4 separate regions of the Sus scrofa genome follow, and all the other regions are linked to region 1. A link is a contact called in public HiChIP or PLAC-seq data. All regions are on one chromosome and are shown on one strand. Each heading gives the region's core, a stretch centred on a gene start, on an enhancer-like site or on the middle of the called end of the contact. The rest is flanking DNA. Distances are from core to core; before and after follow the strand shown. Region 1 overlaps TNRC6B (trinucleotide repeat-containing gene 6B protein). Region 2 holds the start of TNRC6B (trinucleotide repeat-containing gene 6B protein). Region 3 overlaps TNRC6B (trinucleotide repeat-containing gene 6B protein). Region 4 overlaps TNRC6B (trinucleotide repeat-containing gene 6B protein).

What was found. HiChIP or PLAC-seq counts read pairs in DNA pulled down with a chosen protein or histone mark.
Region 2: a contact with region 1 is called in an H3K27ac HiChIP or PLAC-seq map of skeletal muscle. The contact joins the promoter of TNRC6B here to the enhancer-like site in region 1. A contact is called at or near these places in 2 of 5 promoter capture datasets (fetal liver and fetal skeletal muscle), 5 of 47 Hi-C or Micro-C datasets (embryonic fibroblasts, epiblast stem cells, heart right ventricle and 1 more) and 2 of 2 datasets of contacts at active chromatin or transcription factors (alveolar macrophages and skeletal muscle).
Region 3: an H3K27ac HiChIP or PLAC-seq map of skeletal muscle shows a contact between it and region 1. The contact joins two enhancer-like sites. A contact is called at or near these places in 1 of 47 Hi-C or Micro-C datasets (embryonic fibroblasts) and 1 of 2 datasets of contacts at active chromatin or transcription factors (skeletal muscle).
Region 4: a contact with region 1 is called in an H3K27ac HiChIP or PLAC-seq map of skeletal muscle. The contact joins two enhancer-like sites.

The regions. Positions count from the first base shown.
Region 1 is chr5:8,084,048-8,087,612 of Sscrofa11.1, reverse strand. TNRC6B (trinucleotide repeat-containing gene 6B protein) reads left to right here. Exons shown (of 26, transcript XM_021092847.1): 16 at 1-86; 17 at 352-447; 18 at 586-769. Among named protein-coding and RNA genes, the nearest start is that of ADSL, 40 kb to the right of the region's middle. Within about 2 kb of position 1,727, at least 2 of the 83 cell types and tissues checked have an H3K27ac peak or open chromatin away from gene starts, as enhancers often do. A contact at or near this core is called in skeletal muscle, where this site is marked.
Region 2 is chr5:8,309,259-8,312,823 of Sscrofa11.1, reverse strand. TNRC6B (trinucleotide repeat-containing gene 6B protein) reads left to right here and starts at 1,760. Exons shown (of 26, transcript XM_021092847.1): 1 at 1,760-1,786. The coding sequence starts at 1,775. LOC102162756 (a long non-coding RNA gene) reads right to left here and starts at 859. Exons shown (of 2, transcript XR_001305237.2): 1 at 633-859; 2 at 1-236.
Region 3 is chr5:8,266,679-8,270,243 of Sscrofa11.1, reverse strand. The region is part of intron 1 of TNRC6B (trinucleotide repeat-containing gene 6B protein); the gene reads left to right. Among named protein-coding and RNA genes, the nearest start is that of TNRC6B, 43 kb to the left of the region's middle. Within about 2 kb of position 1,548, at least 3 of the 83 cell types and tissues checked have an H3K27ac peak or open chromatin away from gene starts, as enhancers often do. A contact at or near this core is called in skeletal muscle, where this site is marked.
Region 4 is chr5:8,248,607-8,252,171 of Sscrofa11.1, reverse strand. The region is part of intron 1 of TNRC6B (trinucleotide repeat-containing gene 6B protein); the gene reads left to right. Among named protein-coding and RNA genes, the nearest start is that of TNRC6B, 61 kb to the left of the region's middle. Within about 2 kb of position 1,596, at least 39 of the 83 cell types and tissues checked have an H3K27ac peak or open chromatin away from gene starts, as enhancers often do. A contact at or near this core is called in skeletal muscle, where this site is marked.

The DNA of each region.
Region 1 (3,565 bases), core at 478-2,977:
CAGGTCTTTTCAACGTGGGGCCCCAGTTATCTCCTCAACAAATTGCCATGCTGAGCCAGCTTCCACAAATTCCCCAGTTTCAGTTGGTAAGTAGCAGATTTTTCCTCCTAGAGCTGCAGAGATTATTTGCCCCTGTCCCCTTTAGCTTTTTATTTGCTTCATTTTCATGCAAACTATTGACTGGGCTTAAGGGTAGATAATGTCAGCTCAATTGGAGGTAAATGTGACTGGGAGACCAGGAACTTGGTGGTATTTCCCTCATGGATGTGATTCAGTGACACAAACCCCTCCCCTTTTCTCAGGAAGTCCACCTTAAGAAACCCTGGTCGTCTCTTTCTCCCTGTTTTGTAGGCATGTCAGCTTCTCCTGCAGCAGCAGCAGCAGCAGCAGTTGTTACAGAACCAGAGAAAGCTTTCTCAAGCCGTGCGTCAGCAGCAAGAGCAGCAGGTATGTGGTGCTGGGAGGTCCCTCTAGTGCCCTGTGTGCGTCTCAGCCAAACCTCTGATAGCAAAAACCAATGGAATGTGAAGTTCAGGATGTTGGCTTATCTTGTGTTCGTTTCTGCCTGGGCCTCCTTACCCCCAGCTGGCTCGAATGGTCAGTGCACTGCAGCAGCAGCAGCAGCAGCAGCAGAGGCAACCAAGCATGAAGCACTCACCATCTCATCCCGTTGGGCCCAAGCCGCATCTGGACAACATGGTACCCAACGCTCTGAATGTGGGGCTCCCAGACCTTCAAACCAAAGGGCCAATACCTGGATATGGTTCTGGTAAGTTGTTCGTAATGAAAACTGCCTGTCGGAAAATATCTGGGAGTTCCCTCATGGCCTAGCAGGTTAAGGATCCGGTGTTGTCACTGCTGTGGTTCAGGTCATTGCTGTGGCGCAAGTTCAGTCCCTGGCTGGGGAACTTCTGCATGCCACAGGTGCAGCCAAAAAAAAAAAAGAGCGATATAGCAGTCATGTTCCTAGCCTTGGTTTGGGGTCTACATTACGCTGTTTTCACAGCTGTGCGAGGCAGGTAAACATTCTCAGCCCTGTCTAGAGATGAGGTAGCTGAGTTACCCATCTCCTAGAGTTTCAGCGGTTTCCTAAAGCTCACCACACGGTTAGCAAATAGCAGAGACAGGACTCCACTTTCTCTGGGTCCAGATCAGTCTTTTGTTACTTACAAAGGGAAATCAGCTCTCCTACCACCAGGAATTTTTAAAAGCCAGTTAAACATTTGTACCTTCTGTAAGTGCTTCACACGTCTGAGTTTATAATCTGTTAAATTATATACAAGTTGAGGCGTTTTTGCTGTACTGATAAAATTACCTTCTCCTGAAAAAATTTGGAACAAAAATTATAAGGCAAACTGATAAAATTCTTCTTCTATTAGTATTTCGTCTGATTTAAATAGAATTAGCACAAGTAAGGTTATACCTTTGACATTCATCAAGAATTTGTTGGCAGGCAAATCGTAGCCCGTTCGGAACTGGGGAACATGTTGTAAGCAGAATCCAATCAGTGAGGCAAGAGTGACTTAAAAATAAAATTTGAAAGTTAAAAAGGTACCACACACCACAGCAGGTTTCTTCTCAGACTGACAACACTTCGATTTTATTTTGGTAAAGACCATACTTTTCTCTGCAGACTCAAAAACAAGCGTTTGAGGAGGCTTGAAGTCCCTCCTCTTAGGTGACAAAGTGACCCTGGGCAAATGTCCCTGTGCTCTGTGAGGGTCCCCCCTGGAGTGGGGTACCCGCTTCCTACTGGGGAGGCCACGTACAGAGAAGAGCGAAGGCTCCAAGGACTCCTTGATCCTGGATACCCTTTTAAGGGAATTAATTCTCAGATCCTCAAGTTCCACCAACTGGACTTTTTCTTCAAAATGATTTGCCCAACAACTGACTTTTTAAACTCAAACTTTCGGAGTTCCTGTTGTGGCGCAGTGGTTAACGAATCTGACTAAGAACCATGAGGTTGCGGGTTTGATCCCTGGCCTCGCTGAGTGGGTTAAGGATCTGACGTTGCCGTGAGCCGTGGTGTAGGTTGCAGACGTGGCTGGGATCTGGCGTTGCTGTGGCTCTGGCGTAGGCCAGCAGCTGTAGCTCCGATTGGACCCCTAGCCTGGAACCTCCATATGCCATGAGTGCGGCCCTAAAAGGCAAAAAAACAAACAGCAAAAAAAAAAAACAAAAAAAACCCTCAAACTTTCTTCCACTTGACATAAAAGGACTGTCTGCCATCCCACTCCTTATCAGAGGAAGCTTCTCTGGGGTTCTGGACACTGACAAAGCCCCCTGTGATGACTAATAGAGGCGCTGTCACCCCTGGGTTTCTAGTCTCTACCTTCTGCCTCGTGGTTTCTGCTAGGGATGAGGCCTGCCGTAAGAACTGGGATGTGCTGGTGAATTTAGACAGGGCACGTGTAGTAAAGCCGAGCAGCTCTGCTTCTCCGCCATCCCCTCTTGTCAGAGTGCACAGTTCTTGAGGCAGAATCCAGCCGTGTACAGCAAAGACAGCATCTGGAAGCCACAAGCACTTTCTCATGTGTTGAAAGAACACAGTCCTTTTCAGGCCTTGAGAGCTGAGGCTCTCCTCCCCCGGGCATGGCTTAGTTGGAAGGAAGAGCACCTCTGAACAGCTTGAGCAATATAGGTTAGTGAGGCTGACCCTTTGAAATAGACGTTTTCACAGTGCGTCAGGTAGAGCCTAGTGGATCAACTTTTATGTGATTCCTTTTAGACTGCGTATTGATCAATTAGTTGTTAAAAACCTAAAATCATGATGTATTTGTATTGGAGTTCCCGATATGGCCCAGTGGGTTAAGGATCCGCCACTGCTGCAGCTGCAGAGGGAAGTCACGGCTGCAGCTCAGATTCAGTCCCTGGCCCGGAAACTTCTATATGCTGTGGGTTCGGCCCAAAAATAAAAAATAAATTAATCATGATGTAGTTATTTTAATGACAGTTTCTATAACATCTTTACTATTTTCTGCCTCTTATTAAAAAGTAAAATTAGGAGCTCCCAATTGTGGCTCCGCGGTAATGAATCCGACTAATATCCATGAAGAGGTGGGTTTGATCCTTGCCTCACCCATTGGGTTAAGGATCCAGCGTTCCTGTGAGCTGTAGTGGTCGAAGACGAGGCTTGGATCCCACATTGATGTGGCTGTGGCATAGAGCAGCGGCTGCGGCTCTGATTCCATCCCTAGCCTGGGAACTTCTGTGTTAGGCAGATGCTGCCCTAAAAAGCAAAAAAATAAAAATAAAAAGTAAAATTATGTGTTGGATACAAATCTGTTAAAAAAAAAAAACAGATTTGTAGTTTCTAACATTTATTAAATATATAGAAAATGTTTGGAGTTCCCTGGTAGTTCAGTGGGTTACAGATCCAGCATTGTCACTACTGTGGCTTAAGTCGCTGCTGTGCTGTAGGTCTGGTTCCTGTCCTAGGAACTTCCACATGACATGGATGCAGCCAAAATATGTATATATATATATCACATTGTATATAGAATTTTTTTGGTTTTTTTTTGTTTTGTTTTGTTTTGCTTTTTAGGGCTGTACCTGCGGCATATGG
Region 2 (3,565 bases), core at 511-3,010, 230 kb before region 1:
CGCGCACATCTCGCACAGCATTAGGGGCTACTCTGGAAGCTTTCCAGCAGCTGAAGGGCTGTTCCATTTGCATACAGTAAATTACTTATTTCCAAAACGATTTATTCTTTTTGTCTTTTAGACTCTTTCCTTATTTCCAGCTCCTGCGTACTCTCTCCAAGAGTGAGCTGGAGATGGATGGCAGGGGGGTCCGCTTGAAACAGAAGGTTGGTAGAAGTGTCCATTTATTTATAAAGCTGAGAAAATGAACACAAAGGTATATAAGCTTCTGATCAGGAAACATCAAGACTGTTTTAATTTAGGGTGGACAGAAGTGGGTGCTGGAGAGGAGGATGTGGTGGAGGCAATGACAACCTGTTCACAGCCTCAGTCCCCAACAATGTCACCTCTACAAGCTGACTGAGGAGCTTAGGTTCTGAATGAAATGTTTTGACGATGTTGGGTTGGCTGATGGGTACAATTCTAGGCTAAGGTAAAGGCACTAAAAGCGAAAAGAGCTAAGGCAATGGAGTCAAACAGACCTGGGACCAAATGCCGGTCTACTACTTCCCACCTAGGTGACCTTGGGCAAATATCCCAGCCGCTCTGGAGCCCTGGTTTCCTATCGGTAAAATTTAGAATATAAAACTCACGGGTTTAACCAATAGTCCCTGTAAAGATCTCTGCATAGTTGGCACAAAGTAGGCACGCAATAAATAGCAGTCGTTATTACAGTCAACTACAGGCCAAACGACCAGAGTCATCTAAACTCCCTAGCAAACAACCGTAGCAAAACGAATCCAGATCTGACCGACGCGCCTTTTAGCCCAATAAGGTACCAGGAAAGAACTCGGTGGAGACAAACCAATGGCACTAGCTCTTGTTGTTGGACGGGCTCTCTTGCCGTCCCACCAATAGTTTGAGGATTTGACCAGGGAGTGACATTCCAACAGTCCAATGACGTACAACCAGCCCACACTCAGCACTTCGGAGGGGATAAATCAAGGAGCCGGGACGTATAGATTCCGTTATTAGGCAGTAGTGGATAGAGAGAGGACCTTAGGGGAAACAGCGCGAGGCCGAGGCACTAATGAGCAAATAAAAGAAAAAAGGCGATGGTTGCGCCAAGTGAGCTCGGCCGCCATCATGCTCTAGTTTCCCCTTCGCCTCTCCCAGTCCGCAACGGAGGAAGCGGCCTCTGGGATGCTGAGGGGGTGTGTCCCCTAATGATTGGCGCAGGCAGCGTAGCCAATCCTAGCTCGTCAAACGGAACGCACTTAACCAATGAGGGGCGACGGCAGCGGCGAGGAATTGGAGGGGCGGAACAGCAGCTTGACGGGCATAGAAGGCAGCCAGTGACGGCCGGCAGCATCCTTCCTGCGGCCAATGGAATGGGGCTCTGGGCGGGCCCCCGAGTGTTTGTGTTGTGGTTTTGGGGGAGGGAGGCGGAGGGGAAAGTTTGTTTATTTTGTTTTTAGTTTCTGGGGTCCCCGTGTTTCTCGGAGGTGAAGCGGGAGGGAGTGACTCCCCCCCGAGCCCCTCAGTCTCCCTACTACGTCGCCTCCATAGCCTGCGGAGAAGCGGGGACCGCGCGCCTCGCAGCGCATCGCCTCACAGCGGAACGCCGCGCACTCGGAGCGGGCACGGCTCGGCGGTGAGTGAGGACCGACGGCCACTGCTGTCCTTCCCCTCCCCCGCTCACCGCCCAGTCAGAGTCGGGCGGCCGGGTGGGTGAGGACGCCCGCGGGAGCGCGCCGCGCGGGGCCGGCCTGTCAAGCTGAGGCGCAGCGTGTGCATGTCCTCGCGAGTGAGCGCGCGCGGCGGGGAGAGGGCCGGGAGGGGCGTGAGCGCGCGCGCGGGGCAGGCGGGGGCGGCGGCGTTGGGCGCGCGCTCCGTGGGGCGGGCGTCTGGTGGGTTTGACCCCAGGGCGGGGAGGGACGCGGTCGACGTCCGCGCGCGGGGAAGGGGCGCTGGGAATGGAAGGGCCGGGCGGGCGCGCACGCGCGGCTCTGGGCGTCACGCGCCGGCAGGTGTGAGCTGGGGGAGGGCTTCCGGGTGGGCTGGTCGATCGAGTTCGCTTCTCGTCGCCGGGGGACCTCGGGGCGGGGAGGGGTCCCGGTAGTGGCAAAGAGCCGAGGCCCGCGGAGGCGCGTCGGGGCCCCTGCCAGGCAGTGGCAGAGGGAGGCGGCAGGCCTCAGCCTCTCGGTCCCCACCTGTGTGCAAGACCTGCGTGACGGAGCGAATGCGTTCCCCTGCTCATCCCGGACCGGGGGATCCCGCCCCCATCCCTCACCCCAGAGCCCTGAGTGTGGCCACCTTCCAGAGGCGATTCACTCTCCACGGGGAAAGGAGGGGACTGGCAGAGGACGTTCAGCCCGAGGTGTTTTCTGCTGTCCCCTGGTCCTGCGCCCTGTGGCTTCAAACTAGCCGGTTTCCACAGTGGGCTTAAATACACTGTAGAGGCTGAAGACAGCCAGTAGCCTCTAGTCGGGCACTTTAAGGACCAACCTATCCTCATATCTTTGAGCACAGAATACTATCTGGGTCTTTTCAGGCTCCTTGCTTTCTCATGTATCTTTGTATCTTTTGGCTGTTTTATTACTTTTTAGCATCTGCGCTAGAGATTGAGTGAGAGATAAGGTGAATTTCAAGTTGCTCCTTTGTATTGCAGTATAAGCAGCATCATACAACAGAATTGGCCAGAGATGTTTCTCCATAGTAAGTGAATAAAATGTCATTAATTTTGCCCCCCCCCAGCAGTTAAGCAAACAAATGTTTTGATACCTCATATCTTGTATTTTGTGAAAGTTTAACAATAGAAGCTATTTACTTCTTACTTGCAGGGAATTTCAGTAGAATGATAGTTTCCTATTGATTTGGAGAAGCATCTTGGCTTTGAAACTTTGTTTATTCTTTTGGTGATGTTATGTAAATGTCTGTTAAAAAGCAGAACTTACAGCACCTTGGCACCTCTACAGTGTGCAGTATCCTTGTAGGTAGGTAGTGGAGATGTGAATGTAGTAGGTTGCTACGCTAAGGCTAGAATCCGGAGTACAAATCAGACCGGCTTGTTTCACGTGGGATGCAGTGATGATGATAATGATGGCTTTATAGTTTCTTAGTTCTTAACTGGTTTTTTGTTCGTTTTTTGGCCGTGCCTGTGCCGGAGGGATGTGGAAGTTCCTGGGCCAGAGATCAAACCTGTGCCATGCTGCTGGAGCGTCCCTAGCCGCTGCAATGACAATGCTGGATCCTTAACTTACTACACCGCAAGGAAGCTCCGGTTCATGACTGTTTTTAAGTGCTCATCCTAAACATCATTATTTGAACAGAATAGTTTCCAATAGGACTTGAGCAGAAGAAATCCCCAAGCTGCTTTTCTAAGGTAGCACATAAATGTCATGCCCTTGGGGAGAAAATTTTTTTTCCTCATTCAAATGGAACCCCTTAAAAATGTTTTAAATGAGAACAATACCATTTGTTCAAATGGTAGTAATAGTGTTCGCTAACATTATCTGTGTGCTTCACATATGCCAGCCTGTTTATATTTTGTATTTAATCCTTACCTCCAGCCTGTGGGAGGAGG
Region 3 (3,565 bases), core at 299-2,798, 180 kb before region 1:
ACTTAACCACTTGAACATAATTTGGCCATGAAGAGAGTAGAGAAAGGGAATTGTACCTGAAGGGCAATGTGGGATCAAAAAAGCATTTTTGTTTGTTTCTTAAGAAGGGACATACTAGGGAGTTCCTGTCGTGGCACAGAGGAAATGAATCTGACTAGAAACCATGAGGTTGCTGGTTCGATCCCTGGCCTTGCTCAGTGGATTAAGGATCCAATGTTGCCGTGAACTGTGGTGTAGGTTGCAGACAGGCTTTGATCTGGCATTGCTTGGCCATGGCGTAGGCCAGCAGCTACAGCTCCGATTTGACCCCTAGCCTAGGAACTTCCATATGCAGTGTGTGTGGCCCTAAAAAAAAAAAATACACACACACACACACACACATATATATCTTATATATATTCATGTATGTTGTATATGAAATTAAATGTATATTATATATTTTTTATAAAATATATGTATACTGGGGGGCCACACACATGGTATATGGAAGTTCATACACACACACACACACACACTGAAATCTAAGCTAGATAAAGAGAAAAGGTTGAGAGAGGGAAGATAGGGTCAAGGAATCGAAAGTCTCACAGCAACTGAAAAGTCGTTTTCATGGGGGCACTTGAGCAAGTGAACTGGAGGGATCAGGTAGTGGATGGAGTTTGGTGTGATGGAGGATGTGGCTGAGGCCAAGGGAAGGAGAAGGTCCTTGAAGCGGAGGGGTTTTCAGAACTGAGAGGCAGGGTGTTTGCCTGGGCTACCCATTTGGATGCTGACGTTATGTTGAGTGAGATCACCAAGTGTGCTGGAGAGTTTAACACTGAGCCAGATATGCCAAAATATCAGATAGTGGAATTCCCGCTGTGGCGCAGTGGGTTAAGGATCTGACTGCAGTGGCTTGAGTCCCTGCAGAAGTCCAGGTTCGCTCTCCTGCCTGGCACAGTGGGTTAAAGGATCTAGCATTGCCACAGCTGTAGCTGTGACTTGGATTCAGTCCCTGGCCTGGGAACTTCCACATGCCGTGGGTGTGGCCATTAAAAAAAAAAAAAATCTGACAGTGGTAAGTGTTGTGCAAATAATTAAAATTAGACTCTGGGATAGAAAGGGGATAGACAGCTTCTTCAGACTGAGAGGCCAGGGAAGGCCTCTCTGAGGAGGTGACATTTATGGTCAAATCGGAATGATCAGATGATGGGCAGAGAGAATAATCCTGGCAGAGGGAACAACTAGTACAAAGGTTGTAAACTGGGTACAAACTCTTTACCTCTGAAGAACAGAAGGAAGGCCAGTAAGCCGGAGCCTATTCAACCAAGAAAGGGTGAAGTGAAATGAAATGAAATGAGGTTGGAGGGGCGTAGGAGGGTGAAGGGTTTTGAAAGTCCCGGTCAGGAGCTTCTGCGCCATACTGTGGTAGCCCACCTCCCTAAGGACCCTCTCGTTGGCAGGCCTTTGTGTAATCCTCTCCCTCATTGAGTGGGGCCAACCTGTGTGACCAGTGAGCTGTTGAAGCCCTCGTGGTGTGAGTTTCCAGCGCTAGGTCATAAGACACGCAGCTCCTGGTGTCTCTCTTAGACCACTCAGCTGAAGGAAGGCAGCCTGCCATGTTGTGAGGACATTACACTAGCCTGTGGAAGGGTTCACGTGGTGAGCTTGAGGCACTGAGGCCTCCAGCTGACAGCCACCATGGGAGGGGGCCATGGTGGAAGGAGAGCTTCCAGCCCTAGACAGACCTCCAGAGGCTATGGCCTCACATATCTTTCATTCATTAATATTCTGATATCTGTCTCTAAAAGCTAAGGACTCTTTTTTTTTTTTAAGCATAATACAGTTATCACATCTAAAAAATAAGAATGCCTTAGTATCACACCAAAAAATCAGTGTTCACGTTTCCCCTGATTTTGTAAATTTGATTTGTTTCAGGATCCAGACAAGGACCAGTGTACTTGGTTAATATGTTTGATTAATATGTTAATTAATACAATTAATATATTTCCTCTTTTTTTTTTTTATTTGTAGGGTTCCCTCTCTCCTTCCTCTCAACTTACCTAAAAAATAAACTTGGCTTTCTATTAGTTTCTCACCTGGTTTTTGCTAATTGCATCCCCATGGTGTGTTTAACATGTTCCTCTAGCTTCTGTTTCTTGCAAACTGGTAGTTACAACTAGAGGCTTGATCCAGCCCAGGTTCTTCTCCTTTGGCAAGAATACTTTACATGAGGTGGTGTCCACTTCCATTAGGAGGCGTAGACAGCAGTTGCCTCATCTTACAGTGACGTTAACAGGTGTTGGAGATCAGTGCCTCGCTGTGTTAATTTATGTTGCGAAATGGGGATCTTCTAATTCTGTCGTGTTTCTTCCTTAATTAGCTAGACAGCCTTCCCCATATGACTCTGGTTAATCTGAGGTTCACATCACTCTGGAAGGGCAGGTTAAATGCTTGATTCTTTCCCCTTTCCTTACCAGTTTTCAAAACAGTAAGTTGGTTCCCTAGCATCATCCAAAGGAGACCGGTGGGGTTTTCTATTGTTGTTATTATGAGGTTTTAGTGTTATGAACTCATGGCTCTTTAGCATGTTTGATGCATGTGGGTCCATTGCAGCGCTTATTTTTATTGATGCTTCTGATGCCCCATTCCTAACTAGTGGGAGGATCCTCTTCAGATTGACCTCTGAAGATTTTTTGTAGGTGGCACCCTTCCTTTTTGATACTCAGGATGTCCAGGACTTCCTTTGTGCATTTTCTGCCCCAAATCTGAATCCGCTGTTTCTTGGAGGAGTTCAGGTTCCTCTCAGTGGTGAAGGCTGTATGTGCCTGACCATGTCTAACTTTTTAATAGATGCTAATCAGAATGTATGTAGCATTTACAAAAGGTCCTCTTTCATTTTGAGGTCAAATAGATAGAAATCCTGTTTTTCTTAATCTAAGAAATACAGAATGATTTTGTTTGCAGGGAAATAGAAAAACAAAGGCTTTTAGATAGAAAAAAAAATAAATGAAGGTTTAACTTCCCTCTTAAAATATGTGTCCTGCGTCTGCCATACCTTATTCATTATGTCCAGTGAAGAGAAATAGAAATAAGCTTTGCATATTTCTGGCTTCATAAAATGAGGTAGAGTTTAAATATTATCATTATAGTTTTTTGTTTATATATTTCTTAGGTCTCTTTTTATCTCTGGATTCCCCATCCCACAGACACATCTCCCACAGACACATGTCTTCTTGGCATTTTTAGGAGGGTATAGTATTTTATTTTGAAATTTTTTGCTTTATCATAATACTCTTGGCTTATGCTGTATCACTAGTGGAAACACCTTAGTTTTTGTGACAGGGAGCCTTTGGCGATAAGGAAGCCTTGTTTCTGGATATTTTGATCATTAAAATTCACTCTGTTACATATAGAGAGGGAAATATATTCTACAGTTTAAATGATTATACATTTAAATTGTAAATCTGGAGTTCCCATTGTGGCTTAGCGGCAACAAAAACGACTAGTATCCATGAGGATATGGATTTGATCCCTGGCCTTGCCCAGTGGGTTAAGGAAATGGCATTGCGGTGAGCTGTGGGGTAGG
Region 4 (3,565 bases), core at 347-2,846, 160 kb before region 1:
GTGTATGTTAATTCTTAGTTAACTTGCTAGTACTCCTCTGCCTTCAAGATATTTTTTATATTTTGTCCACATTTTGGGGCTGTCCTTAGCAGGATAGGATGGTTAGTCCGAATTACTTAGTTTACCATTCCCAGAAGCAGAAATCTCTTTTAAAGTTTTAGTTTCACTTTGACTTCAGAATGTCCTGTTCTCTTCTGTAAAGGGGTCTTAATAAATATGTTTACTAAAAAAAAAAAAATTGAAAAGACTGAAAAACTGTATAGATTCATGATTGCTTTTATTTTTATACTATTTTTTATTTAAAAAACTGAAAAAAGAAGCTTCTGTTTAGTCCATGCTTCTCTCAGCTTTAAAATACTGTCAGATAGCTTAAAGCTTGCTACCTAAAATGAACAACTGTATTTGTTGCAGGATCATTTTAGAACGTTATTTTTTTTTAATTTATAAGTTTACTGTGATTATACATTATCGAACATGGATGCTAAAACAGTTTAACCATGGTAATGGACAGCCCCTCCGCCTTTCTCCATCTGTCTGCATATTTAACCTCATTTTTGGCTAGAGAGGGACTGTATGCCAACCGCCATCTAGAATGCTTTTAGTTTGTGCCACAAAATATGAAGCAAATGTTTTCAGTTCATGGCAACTAGATCCCTGACACGATGCTCCAGGAACTGTTTTTACACTGCTCCGGATGCACAGGAACGGCCTGCAGAAACCAGCTACGTGGCTGATGTTGAGTGTGCTTTTTAAGGCAGCCAGATCAAGACATGTCTGGAGAATTCGAGACCGTGGCAGTGAGATGATCTTGCAATTAGCAAACAGCCTGGGGAATCCATAGCAAGGCAGCTTCTCGGGAGCCATTTACAGCTTCTAGGCAGAGAGCAGTGTAGATGCCAGAGAGGAAAGCCTGACAGGCCTCCAGGGAGTGTTGCCGGGCAGCGGGGCCTCTCCCCCCCTCCCCACAGTCCCAGACGGCCCCCTGCAGCCTGAGGGAGGGGCTTCCGGCCCCCCCTGCCCTGCCTTTTCTGCCTCTGAGGTCCACCATGGAGGTGAGCCTGGTTGTGGCCAAGATTCTAGGCGTGTTTTGTACTTGAAAGTTAGGGCTCTGGAGCCCCACACTTCCTTCCTGCCCAGCCCTGGCTTATATCATCTTCTTTCCCTTTTGAAATGAATGATTCCCCAAAGCATGGCCTGCGGTTCCCTCCCTACCCCTCATCCATACCCTCTCAGGGGGTCCCTGAAATCACAACTGTTTCATAGCACTAAGAGAACATATGCCTTTTCAACTCTTTCCCTTCCTGCGGGTTCACTCCCTGGCTTCGCTCAGTGGGTTAAGGATCTGGTGTTGCCGTGAGCTGTGGTGTAGGTCGAAGATGCGGCTCAGATCTGGTGTTGCTCTGGCTGTGGTGTAGGCCGGCAGCTACAGCTCCAAATCGACCCCTAGCCTGGGAACCTTCATATGCCGAGGGTGTGACCTTAAAAAGACAAACAGATTAAATAAATAAATGAAGCCAAGATAAATAAATAAATAAACTCTTTCCCTCCCAGGGGTGTACAGAGAGAGTTTTCCAGAGGCAGCATGACATGTGATACTGCCAAAGACGGAATGCCAGAGCAGAGACTAGGATACAGCTGTTGTCTGATGTTTGCAAAACATTGCAGATATTTGCAAAAATGTGAAAGTGGTGCTTTTCTCAAATTTTTTATCCTTTAAAATATTCTAAATTAAATGTTAACACGTAATCATTTATCGTATGTTTAAATTTTTACGAATAAGTGTTTTAGATTTTTCATACTTTTAATGTTTAATGCAGTAAATACTGATAATTACAACCCACATAAACAAAAGCTTTTGGGAGTCCTCAATAATTTTTAAGAATGTAAAGGGATCCTGAGACTACAAAGTTTGAGAATCACTGCTTTAAATCCTGTCAGTTCCAGCTAGAATCTTAATTTCTGAAGGCTTCCCAGATTGTCCAGCCTACTCTTCTCTCTGCATCCTCAAAACTTCTGTGCCACACAGCTTAGTGCTTAGTTTTTGTGGAATTGCTTTGTGTGCTAGTTTTCTTCTCCTTATCAACAGTGTAAGACCTCTAAGGACAGGGATTGTGAGAGTTTTTTGAGATGTCCATGATGTATATGACTGAGCATAGCATAAATAGTTAATGGTTATTCATGTTATTATCTTCAATATCAATATTAAAATTTCCCTTCCTCATGGGTTTAATGGAGAATCAACACACATTTGAAATTTTGTGAACAACCTTAATAGAAATCGCTATTTGATTTTTTTAAAACGACATAAAATTAATATACAATAGTGGAAAAGAATAAAGGCTTTGTGATCCTAGGTCGTCAATAAATTGGGTACAAAAGCCAAGCGTGTTAATTTGTTTAAATTCTTGTGTGGCCAACAATTGCAGTAAAACCTGGCCAGAGGCCGTTGTTCTGAAAACGCCAAGCAAAGTCCTGGGTGTTTCGTAAGCATTTGGAAAAGGGAACGCTGGTTGTGTTGAATCTGCTGTTCCTGTAGCTGGCAGTCACTATTCCCCACCCTCCCTCCCCCACTGCCAAGTGACATGCAGTTTGTGTGGCGCCTCAGAAGGTAACTTGACTTTCTGAAGCCCTTTCTGGTGAAGAATGGACACGTTGTCCTGGATTAAGCTAGAAGGCATATAGTTCCTTTAACGAAATTGAATTAGTAGTTGACGGTGGGGCATATCCCTTTTGCTTCATCCCTGCTTCAGACAGAGCTTGTTTTTATTAGACAACCCCCCCCCCCCGACTTACAAGACGTAAGAATAAATTTAACACCTTTATGCCAGGGTCCTGCTTTCAGTCCCAAAGTGTCTTCACAGCTTCTCCCTGGAAGTCTGTGGATCCATGTAAGTGGCACACTGCCCTGAGAGCCTTGTGTAACTTCACCGTGGTGTGTCTAGAACCCAGAGCATGATACCTGGCAGGGGGCTCATTCCCTGAGTGAATGAATGAGTGGAATCTGTACTAATGGCCCTGAATATACTGTTATAACTGACAAGCAGCATCCGTATTTGAGTAAACTGAGAGTATTGTATTCAGTTAACTTTATTTTCCCCTCCAAATGTATGTTTTTATTTCATAAGAGTTTATCGGGGAGTTCCCATTGTGGTTCAGCTGTAACAAATCCAGCTGGTATCCATGAGGATGTGGGTTTGATCCCTGGCTTTGCTCATTGGGTTCAGGATCCGATGTTGCCGTGAGCTGTGGTGTAGGTCACAGATGTGGCTCAGATCTAGCGTTGCTGTGACTGTGGCGTAGGCTGGCAGCTGCAGCTCTGATTCGACCCCTAGCCTGGGAACCTCCCTATGCCATGGATGCGGCCCTAAAAAGACCAAAAAAAAAAAAAAAAAAAAAAAAGGTGATATAGTGATAAAAAGACAGCTCCTGCCCTCAGAAAGCTTATAACCTAGTAGGACATACAACAGAAACAAGCCTGGTGGAAATTTGTACCAAGTATAGTTGCTAACTCAGAGAAAGGACCCAGCCAGAGCACTGGTAGCGAAAGAGGAATCACAACAGACTT